Linked DNA regions of Ovis aries: region 2 is linked to region 1. Evidence: chromatin contacts called from public Hi-C data. All regions are on one chromosome and are shown on one strand. The core of a region is the stretch at or near the end of the contact, and the rest is flanking DNA. Distances in the headings are between cores, read along the strand shown. Region 1 holds the start of DMAC2L (distal membrane arm assembly component 2 like). Region 2 overlaps NIN (ninein).

What was found. Hi-C and Micro-C count contacts between places; a contact is called where the count stands out from the background.
Region 2: a Hi-C map of blood shows a contact between it and region 1, with 2.8 times the contacts expected there. The contact joins the enhancer-like site here to the promoter of DMAC2L in region 1. A contact is called at or near these places in 3 of 16 Hi-C or Micro-C datasets (blood and tail adipose tissue).

The regions. Positions count from the first base shown.
Region 1 is chr7:41,453,618-41,460,739 of ARS-UI_Ramb_v3.0, reverse strand. It overlaps DMAC2L (distal membrane arm assembly component 2 like), which reads right to left and starts at 4,291. Exons shown (of 5, transcript XM_004010512.6): 1 at 4,232-4,291. It overlaps L2HGDH (L-2-hydroxyglutarate dehydrogenase), which reads left to right and starts at 4,389. Exons shown (of 9, transcript XM_042252308.1): 1 at 4,389-4,606. The coding sequence starts at 4,467.
Region 2 is chr7:41,876,552-41,883,517 of ARS-UI_Ramb_v3.0, reverse strand. NIN (ninein) reads left to right here. Exons shown (of 32, transcript XM_042252313.2): 7 at 1,197-1,236; 8 at 2,711-2,901. Among named protein-coding and RNA genes, the nearest start is that of NIN, 52 kb to the left of the region's middle. Within about 2 kb of position 1,612, at least 8 of the 54 cell types and tissues checked have an H3K27ac peak or open chromatin away from gene starts, as enhancers often do.

The DNA of each region.
Region 1 (7,122 bases), core at 3,042-5,541:
CTTCAGCAACTTCTTTGGCTGCCAACCATATTTACAAATTGGGTCTTTCCGGATTCATCCCAGGCTGTTCCTTCCTAGTTCCCTCCTAGAGTCCTCCCTGCCCCACCTAGAATCCTTTGGAAATCTTTCCCAACCTCAAGACTTTATTCAAATACCATCTCCATCCATCTATTCATTCATGCAATAAAGATTTAAAGTATGCAGAGCAAAAGGAAGAGCAAAAATCACACATTCATTTCAATTATTCCCAACACCAGGCACAGCACCATCCCCTAATGCAAGTTCAATAAATATTTGGAATTAACAATCTTCAATGGCTGACAAATTCTCATGCAGAAACAAAGAAACTGTCATTAAGCAGAAAAATTAGAGAAGTATGAAAACTGAAGTCACTTGATTCATTTTGGTCAACTGTATATTTCAGCTTAAGAGAAAGACCAAATTTACTTTAGCTTACGATCTCTAGAAATACTGGATATTATATTCAAAATAATTTAAACATGAAAATTGTTTTTATTTTTCAGTAAACCTAAAAAAAAATAACTGGTAGGTTTTTGCATTCTCAACTGTAATTTTGTTAATTAATTGATACTGGGAATTTCAAATGAATTGCAGCAGCTACCTCTAAGAATGCTTTCTAGAGGGAAAGAGGAGACCTCTGGTGGTGAGTTGGTGAATTTAACTTTAATAAATTAAAAGAAGGGCTTCCGGGAAGGCTCAGCAGATAAGGAATCTAACTGCAATGCAGGAGGCACAGGAGACTCGGGTTTGATTCCTAGATTGGGAAAATCCCCTGGAGAAGGAAATGGCAACCCACTTTAGCACTCTTGCCTGGAAAATTCGATGGACAGAAGAACCTGGCAGGCCACAGTCCATGGGGTCTCAGTCAGACACAACTGAGTGACTAGGCACACAAATTAAAAGAAACCACTCAAATTCAAGTTAAAAAATAAACATTACTAAGCTACTGCTGTGATAAATGACTCAGGAATTCAAATTATTTAAAAAATTCTTCTTACTATCATAACATGGCTTGGAGCCGTAAGTTTTTAACAGATGTTTCCAAAAGTTGATAGGAAGTTTGTGACTTAGAGAAGGCCAGAGCTCTAATGTGTGCCTCAAAATAGGAGATGGAGAGTTCTCCAATTTGCATAAAAACAAGTTTCTTTTAAAAAGTGCAGGTTCTCTTTTTATATATTAAACATAATTACTTAGGTGGCCTATTCAAAGTGATGGCTAATTTAGGGGTCAAAAAGACTAAACTAGCCAACCTGTTCTTGAGGGCAGTGAAAGTGTGGAGAGAAGGGTGAGGTGGTATCAGAACTGGGGAGTTTCCCCCCCAGATTATAACCCCACTTCACTGGAATCATCCATTACTGATGCCAGTTCTTATTCCTGATGTATCTAGAGTCTAGTGAAATAGAGTGACAGAGCACTTCCTTAGGAATAGAAGCAAAGGTCCCCAAAGTCACCCTAGGCCAGTATCACTTGACACTCACTGAACTAACTTCTTATAGGTTCTGACCTAGATGGAAGGTGAACATGAATTCTTAGCTTCAGGAGGGTGTGGTGGCCAGAAAACAAATGTCTTTAGCCAAAGACATTACAGGGTCAATGAATGTAAGGTGAGCTCTTGATTTGAGATAATCGAGAGGAAACAAATTAATGTACAGTCAAGACTAGGCGAGAAGCTAAGCAGAGAAAATTTTATAAAAAGTACATGTGTATTTTGAGTTCTTTCACTTTGCTAAACTAGGAAGTACAGGCTCAAAATCACAGAAGAGTAAAACAGTTACTACTATGGACTGACTCATGAAAGCCTGACCACAGACCCTAGATTGTATAATTCTATACTCAACCTAGTAATAAATCAACTACAATCCTGTGCAATGGTTAAAATAAAAAATAGTGATAGTACCAAAAGGTGGCGACACTGAAGAGGAACTCGATCACTCAACATTGCTGGTGGGAATGTAAAATGGTACAGCCACTTTGGAAAGGAGTTTGGCACTTACAAAGCTAAACATGTGCTTATCAGATGATCCAGCAATTGGACTCTTGGGCATTTATCCCAGAGAAACAAAAACAGGCTCACACAAAAAGCTGTACACTAAGTTTCATAGCAGCTTTATTCGAAATAGTCAAAAAACTAGAAGTAACTCAGTTATCCTCCAAAGGGTGAATGGTTAAGCATGTTGTAGTACATTCATACCATGAAATACTTCACGGCAATAAGACAGAATGAACTATCAATACATGCAACAATTTGGATGGCTCTCATGGGATAATGCTAAGTGAAAAAGTCAATTCCAAAAAGTTACATACTATATAATTTTGTTTATGTAACATTCTTGACATGTCAAAATTTTAGAAAGTGAGAACAGAATGGGTAAGAGGGTGCCTTGCTGGAGGGATCTTGGTGGTGATGGATCTGTGTTGTAGCTTGCCTACAACATTCTACACATGGGGAGGTCCCTGGCGGTCCAGTGGTTGGGACACTCTCACTGCCAGGGTTCAGAGTTCCATCCATAGTCAGAGAACTAAGATTCCATAAGCCCCATTGCATGACCAAAAATAATACTAATAATAATAAGAAGAAGGAGAATCTATACAGGTGTGATAAAATCTGTACAGGACTAAACACAAACACAAATGCAAAACAGGCTATCTGAATAAGATCCATGGGCTGTTCCTGGTTATGCTGTTGTATCAAACTTTTACAAGATGTTACTATTTGAGAAGACTGTGTAAAGGGTACACAGGATCTCTACTGTTTCTTACAACTGCATGGAAATCTACAATTAACTCAAAATTCAAATTAAGAAATTTTCTAATAAAAAATTAAAAACTAAAAATGAATATCTTATTTTTCATTTGTGATGAACAAGCAGGCAACATTCCACATTATTTTCACAAAGAAAATATGCATAACTATCCAAGTGATAAAAACCATATAAACATAATAAAAACCATCATTTTATTGAGCATTTTACTGTGCTAAACATCTGATGAGCCTTATCTTGCTCATAAAAAGTCCTATGAGGGGGACCCTACATCACTCATAGTTCACACAGGAGGGGCTGAGGGAAAGGGGTGACTCCACTTTCCCAAGCTATGTGACTAATAACTGGAGCCAAATTCAGACAGGCAAGTAAGTTTTCCCAGCAATAAAGTCAGTGCCCATGGGGTGATCAGTGGTGTCCGGCTCTTTGCCACCCCATGGACTGCAGGTCGCCAGGCTCCTCTGTCCACAGAGTTTTCCAGGCAAAAATCCTGGAGTGGGTTGCCATTTCCTACTCCAGGGGATCTTCCGGACCCAGGGACTGAACCTGCGCCTCCTGCATTGGCACTGGAAGCATATTCTTTACCACTAAATCCAAATACAGTAATAAAGTTACATCGTTCTATTTTTGTTTTGCTCAGCTGTCCTGACCCTAAAAATTAAAAAACAAAAAACAAAAAACAAAGCCTTCCATCAAACGCTGACAACAGGTGTTAGGCACAGAGCTAGAGGATCACGTAATCTGACACAGGTCTTTCAGAGACTACAGAGCCTGCTTCCCTCATTTTATAGCTAAACAGGGGTGAAGTGACATGCACAGGTGAATCATTGTTTCCAGGCCTGCAAAGCATATTTAAAACCAGGCCAGTATTAAAAAAAAAAAAAAAAAAAGGAAACAGATCGCTAAATGACGGCAGAGACCGAGCAGTCTGTTTCATTTATGCGCTCAATATTTACAAGACCAATAATGAATGACATGTCAGGAGCCACATATATGGATGGCCAGAAAACAGCAGACTATCAGGCGTCGCCATGACAGAGCCTCGGTCTGGAGAAGGTTGGGGCTGGACTGTGCCCTTTAGTGAGCACTCCGCTCTGTAGGAGACTCATTGGAGACAGAGGTTCTCCGCAAGAAGCCGCTAGGGACGTGGGGCGGGGCTAGGAAGAGGCGAGGTTGAGAGGGCGGAGCCACGAGGGACGCGGGGAGGGGTCGAGGGGGCGGGGCCTAGCTGGAGGAAAGGAGGGCCTCTGGGCCTGCCCTAACGAGAATTTTCACCATCATCATCCCCAGACTTTGTCCTGCGGCGCCAAGTCCGCTGGGCTGTGCAGGTCGAGGACGCCTGACTCGGCGGGCCAGATTTTCAGTTAGCCCAGAGATGGGAGAAGGGAAAGGGGAGAGGGTGACCACCACTAGTCCCGCCCCTCTCGGGGCCTAGCTCCTCTACTCACGGCGGCAAAAGGAAGGAGCAAGCTGGCGTCCCCAGCGTCTACGGCGGCGCAGGCCTGCCCTTCGCCCTCCGCCGCGCGCGTCCATTGGCCACTGGCGGCTGCGCCCACGTGGGGCGAAGGTGCGCCCTTCATTGGCCTCTGCCTGGGGGGCGGGGCTAGAGGGCGCTGGGACGCGGGCATTGCAGGTCTCAAGGGCTGGCTTCTAGAGCTTGAGGCAGGGAAAGGGGCCCAGACGATGGGACCCGCGCTGCGTTACCTGGGCAGTGTCTGCGGACGGGCCCGCGGGATTTTCCCCGGGGGCTTCTCCGCGGCGCGCACACCCGCGTCGGGGAAATCCCGGCTGTTGTGCCAGGGTGGCCGCAGAGCCAGCACCAGGTGAGTACCCGCTGGCCCGCCCCCCGCGGTCTGCGCTGCCTCTCTTGGAGGTGCCTAGTGCTGGACCTCTGCCTCTGCTCTTCTTCGCTGTCCTCGGCGAGAGAGAAGGTCGGGATCCTGTGAAGCCCGGGCTCCAGCCTCAGATCCCAGGAGCTATCTGGCTGGATCACTCGTAGGCTTGTGGGCGAGAGGAGAAGAATAAGAAAGGCAGTGTCGAGTAGAGGTCAAGAACAGTCCTGGCTTTGAATACAACTCCACCGCTTCCCATTCAACCCTGGGCGGGTTGCTTAAGCTCCTTTAAGGCTCAGTTGTGAATCGGAACCTAGTCTCTCGCGCAAGTGGTCGTTTTGAGGATTAAAAGGACCTCACACACTGTAAGCAATTAAACGTGCTGTTTGTTCGCTGGTCTTCCTGATGTTACTTGGAACATCTGAAACCGGTCTTAAATCATTCCGTTCCCTGGCACACACACGGCTGCATAGAGTTGTCCGTATGAGAAGCAGCTCAGCTGCTAATCAAACCCTGCAGAATTCAGCGTCCTGTGATTTGAAATGTGGAGATCACGTATGAAATTACTGTTTTTTACCTGCTCTCTGTATGGGGAGCGGTTTATGCGAAGGTTTCAAAGCTGGAAAGCTCTTGGCTCTTTTTCGGGAACTAGCATGTGGGCAACATGAGTGTGAGTGGAGCTTGGCGGAACAGAGGATGGTGTGGAAAGACACCGGAGAGGGGTTACATCACAGCAGAGGTTTTGCTTTAACTGCACGTGGAATTTTATTCTAAGGGCTCTGGGAGACTTTTAAAGACGTGATTAAATGTTGATGTTTCAAAAGTTGATTCTGGCTGCTGTGTATTAGTGGGTTGGAGGGGAATTAGTGTGGAATAGGATTTGTGATTCATCGTGTTCTTTTGGGAACCTTTTCTTAAGGGAAGAAAAGTAAGGTTAGTGAAGGTTTTGTTTATACTTTTTTAATTTTGAAATGATTAAAGATCCATAGGAAGTCCCCCTTCCCAAAGAAAACCCACAAAAACCCAGACCAGAGAGCTCTCATGTACCCTTTTTCACCCAATTTGCTCCAACATCTTACCTAACTGTAATAACTGTCAAAACAAGGAAAAGGATATTAGCACAATCCATAGACCTTGTTCAGATTTTCATCAGTTTTCCATGCACTCGTTTTTTTTTAATTGCTTCACTACTTACAGACTTTATTCTATATAACATTTAGTATCTTAAAAGATTATTTTGAAAATTGAAATTATATTAGGTAGATAGATTTGGAGGAGAATTGCTTCTTTATAATTTTGAGTTTTCCCATCCATGAACTTGGCATATCTTTTCATTTATGCATACTCATTTGTTATTTAGGAGCTTCCCAGGTGGCTCAGTAGAAGAATCCACTTGTCAGTGCAGGAGTGGGAGGAAACACAGGTTTGATCCCTGGGTCCAGAAGATCCCCTGGAGGAGGAAATGGCAACCCACTCCAGTATTCTTGCCAGGATAATACCATGGACAGAGGAGTATTCTCCATGGGATGGCAAAGAGTTGGACACGACTGAGCATGCACACACACGCCTTTGTTATTTAATAGAGTTTAAAATTTTTCTCTGTGAAGTTCGTTTTTTCTTAGGTTAATTCTTAGATTCCCTTATTGTTTTGTTGCTATGATAAATAATGTCTTATATTCTTTCAGCTGGATTTTACTTGTATAGAATATGCTCTTTTTTTTTTTTAATGCTGTTTTGTATTTCTTATCCAGTATTGGGGATTTCCCTGGTAGCTCAGATGGTAAAGCCTCTGCCTGCAATGCAGGAGACCTGGGTTCAGTCCCTGGGTTGGGAAGATCCCCTGGAGAAGGAAGTGGCAACCCTCTCCAATATTATTGCCTGGGAAATTCCACGGATAGAGGAGCCTGGTGGGCTACAGTCCAAGGTGTCACTAAGAGTCGGACATGATTTGGAAACTAACACTTTATCACTTTAGGGCTTTCCCAAGTGGCTCAGTGGTAAAGAATCTACCTGTCAAGTAGGAGACACGAGTTCAGTCCCTGAATTGGAAAGATCCCTTGGAGAAGGAAATGGCAACCCACTCCAGCATCCTCGCCTGGAAAATCCTATGGACAGAGGATCCAGTCCATGGGGTCACAAAAGAGACAGACATGACTTAGCGACTAAACAACACCAACATCCAGTTTTGGCACCTGAGTCACAGGTACTTCATAAAATGAGTTAGGGAGTTTTCAGCTTTTTAAATTTTTCTGGAACATCTTCGATGATAGAGATTATCCATTCCTTGAAATTTTGGTAAAATTTACACACTCTGTGTGTGTGTGTGTGTGTGTGTGTGTGTGTGTGTGTTTAGGTGGAAAGCTTTTGATGACTAATTTATAGCAATTGATTCCAAACTTCTATTTCTTCTTGTCTCAGTAATTTTGCTTGAGTCCCTCACCCCATTTCATCTACGTTATCAAACTTATTAGCACATAGATCTTCATAATGTTCTTTGATTAGGTTTA
Region 2 (6,966 bases), core at 363-2,862, 430 kb before region 1:
CTAGCATCAGAGTCTTTTCCAATGAGTCTTCTCTTTGCATCAGTTATCAAAGGTAGCTTCTTCATTCATAAAGCTGGATCTTTGCTGAGACAGCAGGAGGTTTTAAAAGGGGGATACACTTTTCTTAACAGGGTTACCTGACTGCGGTGGTTGTAGAACCTCCTAACAAGAGTAATTAGGAACCTTGCTGATGAGGTCAAAGATCACTGTGTACCTACTCACGGCCACTGGTTGGAAGCAGATTTGTGCCATGCTTGGCTCATGGAGCGAGGGCTGAATTTTGATTCTGACGGGTGCCCTGGGCTGGGTGCTTTTGTGCAATATACAAACTACACCTGTATGCTGTGACTTGGAAAAGACTCAGTAGAACATAGCATGATAAGGGGCAAAATGATCCAGTGCAGATCAGTTTCACTGTTTTTAATGTAGTAATTCACTGATAATGTACATTTTAACTTGAGCTTTCTAGCCTACTTGTTTGGGGCTGCACCTCTGTCTCCTCATTGTGCCACAAACACACCTGTCTCATTCTTGTCTCATGGGTCAGCAAACAGTCTGCTCCTATCTTTCCACTTGGCTATCTCCAGCTTACCCCTCAAGTCTCAGTCAGAGCTTGCTTCTTTCAGGAAGTCTACCCTGAACTTCCGAGGCTGATGGATACCCTAATTAGGTACCCATTCTTGAACTCCTCCATAACAGCACTTAATACACTACAGTATTGTTTCTGTTTTCTTGTCTGCCCGACTTTGTCAGCATATAAACCTCATGAGAGAAGAACTGTGCTTGTCCTGTTCATGGTTGTTTTCCAACGATGTAGCATGATACCTCACACTTACTAAACATTTACTGAAGAACAAACTCATAAACGCATGTGTATAAACTCTTCTCAGGTGGTGGATTCTGAATATTGGCTTTGGCCTGATTTTATTGGCTGTGCTAGGTTTTGCTATTGAATAAGTGACATCAGCTCACAGGGCAAATCCTTGGTGAGATGCTGCAGAAGGCTGCGTGGTATTTCTTACTCACCTGCTCTCTGCTGGCTCGCTGATTGAGGAGAGCCTGCCTGGATAAATGCTAGCGGGTCCTGAATCATGTGACTTACTCAGATGATGACATCAGAGCCAGAGAGTGATCTGGTCTTGGAAGAGCAGGCTTGGTTCTGAAGCACACTAACCTCCTCCTCTTGCCTCCCCTAGCACTGGAAGGCGCAGCGCAGTGAGGAGTATGAAGCAGAAGGTAGGAACTGAGGGTGTGCCGGGCCGGCCTGGGAGGGAAGGGCTGCATTCACAGGGCGTTCTCCACAACCCCTTCCCATCTTCCTATAGCCCTACCTGCTGGAGGCCAGCTAAGAAGCAACCTGAAGTACAGCAGCCACAAAAAAATTCACTCCCAATTGATACCTCATAGTTTTAAGTCATTGGACTTAACATCATGCAAGATATGGCAACTGAGATGTGGAATTTCACTTATGAGTTAATTACTGTCTTACATAGACTTTCACAGTAATCTATAAACCATCCTAAATGATTTACTGATTAAATGCATCCCTCGACAGGTTTCATGGTGATCTCCTCACCAGCAGATGGCACTGTGGTTCAGCTGACAGATCTCTACCCACTTCACAGCCTACCGTGGATTAGCTGTACTTCGGTGTAATTACAAATTCTCTAGGTCTCCAACCTGTAAAGACACAGCAGTAATGGGCTTAATGTCCTTAATAAATATTAAGGGTAGCACTAAATACTCTTCTCAACCTCCAAGTTTCTTGGAGACACACAGTATCATGCCAATAATTAGCTCATGTTTAAGTAATGACAGAATCTCTAATGTGAAAGTAGAAATCTTAACTAGAAGTGGGAACTTTTCATAGAGAAAAAGTATTTATTTTTAAATAAGTAGGCTGATCCTTGTATCCTCAAATAGAACTTATCCTTAATATGTGCTTAGTCACTCAATTGTGTCTGACTCTTTGCGACCCCATGGAAGCCCACCAGGCTCCTCTGTTCATGAAATTCTCCAGGTTAGAATACTGGAGTGGGCAGCCATTCTCTTCTCCAGGAGATCTTCTTGAGCCAAGGATCAAACCCAGGTCTCGTGCATTGCAGGCAGATTTGTTACCCACTGAGCCACCAGGGAATCCACTCTCCTTAATGCACAGATAATGACTTGCAACCATTGATTTTTTTAAGTTAGGTTGCTTAGAATAGTCATGTGTAAAGATTTAGAAACAGGCTACTCTTGAGACTGTTATCATTACTTAATGATATTTACCATGAAATTATTTCCTTTTCAGTAAAACAGTGCTTAGACTAGAAAGAGAGTAGAGATAATAAAGTCCGGTAGCTATAGTTGAGGTAGGATGTATAAAGCTCTTTAGAATGGCTCTCAACCAGCCTTCTCTTTCAGTCACACCAAAGCCTAAGCCTGTGCACATTTTTCTTTGAAATAGAACAAACCTAGAACCTTGACATGACTGCACCGGAATATTTCTTATAGGGGTATAACTGCCAGTGAACAAAAGAGTGCCTGTTGGCCTTCATTGCAGCCTAAGAACCAATGGTTCTACTTCATTTGAACTTCTGGATCAAATCAACACTTGGTGATCTCTTTTTTAGAGCATTTATTTTCAAAAAGCACATTTTTCTTTGAGTATAGGTGCTCTCTCTGTGCAGTTCTTTTAGGGACAATATAATATATGCTTTTATTTTAGGCCAGTTAAGATTTTGGAACCCAGATGACTTGAAAGCCTCACAGAGTGGGTCTTTGGCTCCCCAAGACTGGATAGAAGAGAAACTGCAGGAGGTTTGTGAAGATTTGGGGATCACTCGTGATGGTCACCTAAACCGAAAGAAGCTGGTCTCCATCTGCGAGCAGTATGGTTTGCAGAATGTCGATGGAGAGGTGAGCGTTGCGTTGTATTTTTATTCAGGGATAGTAATCGTGATACAAGCTAACCTGGCCACAAGCTGGAGACAGCCATGTTTTGGTTTCCTGCCGAAAGTTACAGAGACTCCATTCTCTTTTTTCCCTGGCAAGTCAGCCATCAAGTTTCTGTCTCTGAAGACCTCATGTTTGTCATGGGAAAAAAAGAACCGACGATAGCTGATAATTACTGAACCCAAACTGTGTGTGCCTCACTGTGCTAAGCATGTTACCCCACATCATTATCAGACCCCAGCTCAGGGTAGCCATGATGTCAGTCTGTTTGTAGGTGTGGCATTCACAGAGTCAGAGGTGAGAAAGGTGTGGAGGCAGGACAAGGCAGAGAGTTCAGGAGGGTTGAGTTGCGGGAATACTTTGAAGGCCAGGCTGATGAGTTTAGTCTTTGGAGAGAGAATCTCCATATCACCCCAGAGTTCTTTAGCAGATTACATAATACATTGGAAAAACTTACTTGCTAAGGCTGGTCTGAACTTCTTTTATGGGGTATATTGGTGTAAAGAGAGCCATAGATTAGGACACCAGCCAGGAGTCATCACAATAATCTGGGTCATGAGGAAATGGAAAAGGGTACGTTGGTGGTTTTAAAAACGTACAACAAAAGAGTCTTGAAGAAGCCCCCACGATGCTCTTGCTTGGTAAAATTCTCAACTTCACATTTTCTAAAAAATTAAGAGGGGTGGCAGGACCGGGTGCATGAACAGCCATGAAACAAAAGATTGTAATTAATTCCAAGACACGTCTTTCAAAGAGTTGAAAATAAGGATCGAAGGGAGTTAGAGGTTAGGGCTACAGTTGTACAAGCTTTGGGAAACTTTGATTATAATGATATTCAAAACCATGTTATCTGCTTGCTCAGAGGAGAAGTGGTATTATTTTCCTAAACCAGAATGAGATTTATTATCAAAAGCTTCCAAGTAGCCTAGCTTGCAGAAAAGTTCCACCTCCTCCTCCCATGTGTATGTGACCATTGCACACTCTCTGACTACCTTTTAATGGCTCCAGAGTCATTTATTTATCAGTGGTGACTGTTGAGTCATAAAATTAAATTCGTCCTCTTAAATTATAAACCAGTGCAGTGTACAGAACCTTGGGTTGTTTTTGCCAAGGAATATTGCACAAACTTGGATTATTTATCTAAGAACAAATCTTGGAATAAACTGTAGCTGTTTATGGGGAGTTGCATTTTCTTCTGTGGTGGAGTTTCCAGAATCCAGGAAAAGAAGCAGCACATTTATTCTCCTCTGCTGTGAGGATGAGTGAAGGATTGCTAATTGAATGTAGCTTTTATTTAGTGTTTTTCCTCCCTGCCAAAATCATGAAATACTATAGTGCTTTTGTATTATTAGCTCTAGACCACAGCGGAGCTGAAAGTTCATGATGATCTCACTAACACACAGCTTGGAATCCTAGAATTTTACAACTGAAAGCAATTTTAGATTTAGTCACCCCACATTTTATAGATAAAGAAAGAGGTCACTGCTGCATGTTGCCATCAGCATGAAGGGAAACTGGATTGACTGTCTTATAGCTGAAGCTAGTGCCCTGCCTTCTAGAAGCCAACATGGCTGTAGGGCAGTGAAGACGAACCATCACCCTTGTTGTTTAGTTGCCAAGTCATGCCTGACTCATGCAGCCCCGTGAACTGCAGCCCACCAGGCTCCTCTGTCTGGGGGATTTCCAGGCAAGAATACTGGAGTGGGTTGCCATTTCCTTCTCTAGGGATCAAACCTGGGTCTTCTGCTTGGCAAGAGGATTCTCTACCACTGAGCCACCTGGGAAGTCTAGAGGCCAGATATGACCCAAAGGCCAGGTGACCTACACAATGTTTAAAAATTGAACTATTTGCTATACTTTTTAAAATCGGAGATTTTTTCTGAAAATCAGAAGATTTGTCTCCATTTTTCTGGTAATGAGAAATGGCTAGCCCCTCTGGACAGGGCATGCACTCAAATGTTCCGTTCACTGCTTTAAAAGGCTTCCAAGTAGCCTTTTTTTTTTTTTTTTTTTTGGTTTTTTATTTTTTTAATTTTAAAATATTTAATTCTTACATGTGTTCCCAAACATGAACCCCCCTCCCACCTCCCTCCCCATAACATCTCTGTGGGTCATCCCCATGCACCAGCCCCAAGCATGCTGTATCCTGCGTCAGACATAGACTGGCGATTCAATTCTTACATGATAGTATACATGTTAGAATGTCATTCTCCCAAATCATCCCACCCTCTCCCTCTCCCCCTGAGACCAAAAGTCCGTTATACACAGCTGTGTCTTTTTCCTGTCTTGCATACAGGGTCGTCATTGCCATCTTTCTAAATTCCATATATATGTGTTAGTATACTGTATTGGTGTTTTTCTTTCTGGCTTACTTCACTCTATATAATCGGCTCCAGTTTCATCCATCTCATCAGGACTGTAGCCTTTTAAATGTCTTAAGACCATGCTGCCTCATTCATTTATATCACCTTCCTGGCCCCTCTGGCTATTTCCCAACTTACACATTGGGAAATCAGCCATCCAAAGACCTGGCTGGTGATAGAGAGGAAGAATGTCCTCAGGGTTCTAGGTTTAGCTCCTGCATAGGCTGCAGGGTGTGTCCCAGTTGCCCACTGACTTGCATTCTTATCAGGCCAACCCAGTCCATCCATCCTCTTCTGAATCCACAGTCATTTACTCACCACTTGCCACACCCCCATGTCTAATAACTGGCAGGACTCGCTTACTCCACCACTTGGAATGGATCAGGTGATGGGTGTTTAGGCAGTCGAGAAGCTGTACATTGATTTGGCCAAGGTCACAGGGCTAACGATGGGGAGCAAAGTGTTAAAGGCAAATATGTTGGAATGTTCCAATGTTAAAGGCAAAATACGCTGGTTAACTTAAGTCATCACTGCTGGATTTTACTGTGACTTCTGGCTTGACAGTCCTGAAAGCCTAGTCCTCTAAGAAAGTGTTCTTTTGTTTGATAAAAATGAGACAGAGAATCTAAGGGAGCTTGGCAACCTCCGAATTTTGCCCCAAATATCTTTCCATCTGTTTCTTCGTGTGATTCTCTATGGGAGCTGTCACGTCTTCCAAAGATTTTCACCCTTTAAAATGGTTTTGTTTTGGAATCCTCTCCAGAGGAAGTGGTAGAAAAACAAGAATAGAGACAGATGTTTCCCATTGGATATGAATTGGGAAAAAAAAAGCATTCAAGATAAAAGAAATGCCACAAGGACTTAGCTGAGGGATAAAATCAACAATTAGGAGATGACAGGAATCCTAGCAATAGTCCAGACTTATGAAATAAATATTGAAAATTTGAGGATTTGTTACAAAGAGGCTTTTGTTAGAAGAGACCCAGTTGCAGGCACTAATGGTAAGTTTGTTGCTTATTTGGTTCCTTGCTACTCAGCAAATTAGGCATCATCTTGTTAGAAATGTAGAATTCCCAGGCCCCAGCCCCAGATTTAACTACATCAGAGTCTGCACTTTAACAAGATCCTCAGGTGATTTCTGCTTTGTACATTGGGTCATATCCTATAGAAAAATTTCAGCCCCCCAAATAGGAAGCTGACTGTGAGAATGGAAGGCTTTGCTTTCCCTCCCTATTTTGTGGTGTCTGTGATTCATGTTGCTTTATTCCCTTTTCCATTCCTCTGTGAGTTAGGGAACAAACCATCTCCCAGGCATGCCTCTAGAAGAGACTCCATATGATGAGGACCACTTGATTACTGTCAGAGAGGGCAAAGTAGTGAGGCAGAATTTCCTTCTCTTCACATCTCTCGGAACACTTCTATTGCACACACGTGAAATTCTTCCTATCCAGTCCTCATTTGGGCTGTGCAAAAGCATTAAAAGAAATTAAAAGCCCCAAACACCACAGTGTGGTTCCAAGTAATGTTCTAAATTCCAAGGCATGGGTTTCAGACCCAAGCTCTTAAATCATTGCAGTCTGTCCCAGACCCAATTATGCTAGTTTCCAAAATTTCATATAAGCAAAATATCATGTGGAGTCACTGTAATATACTGGCTTAACGAATG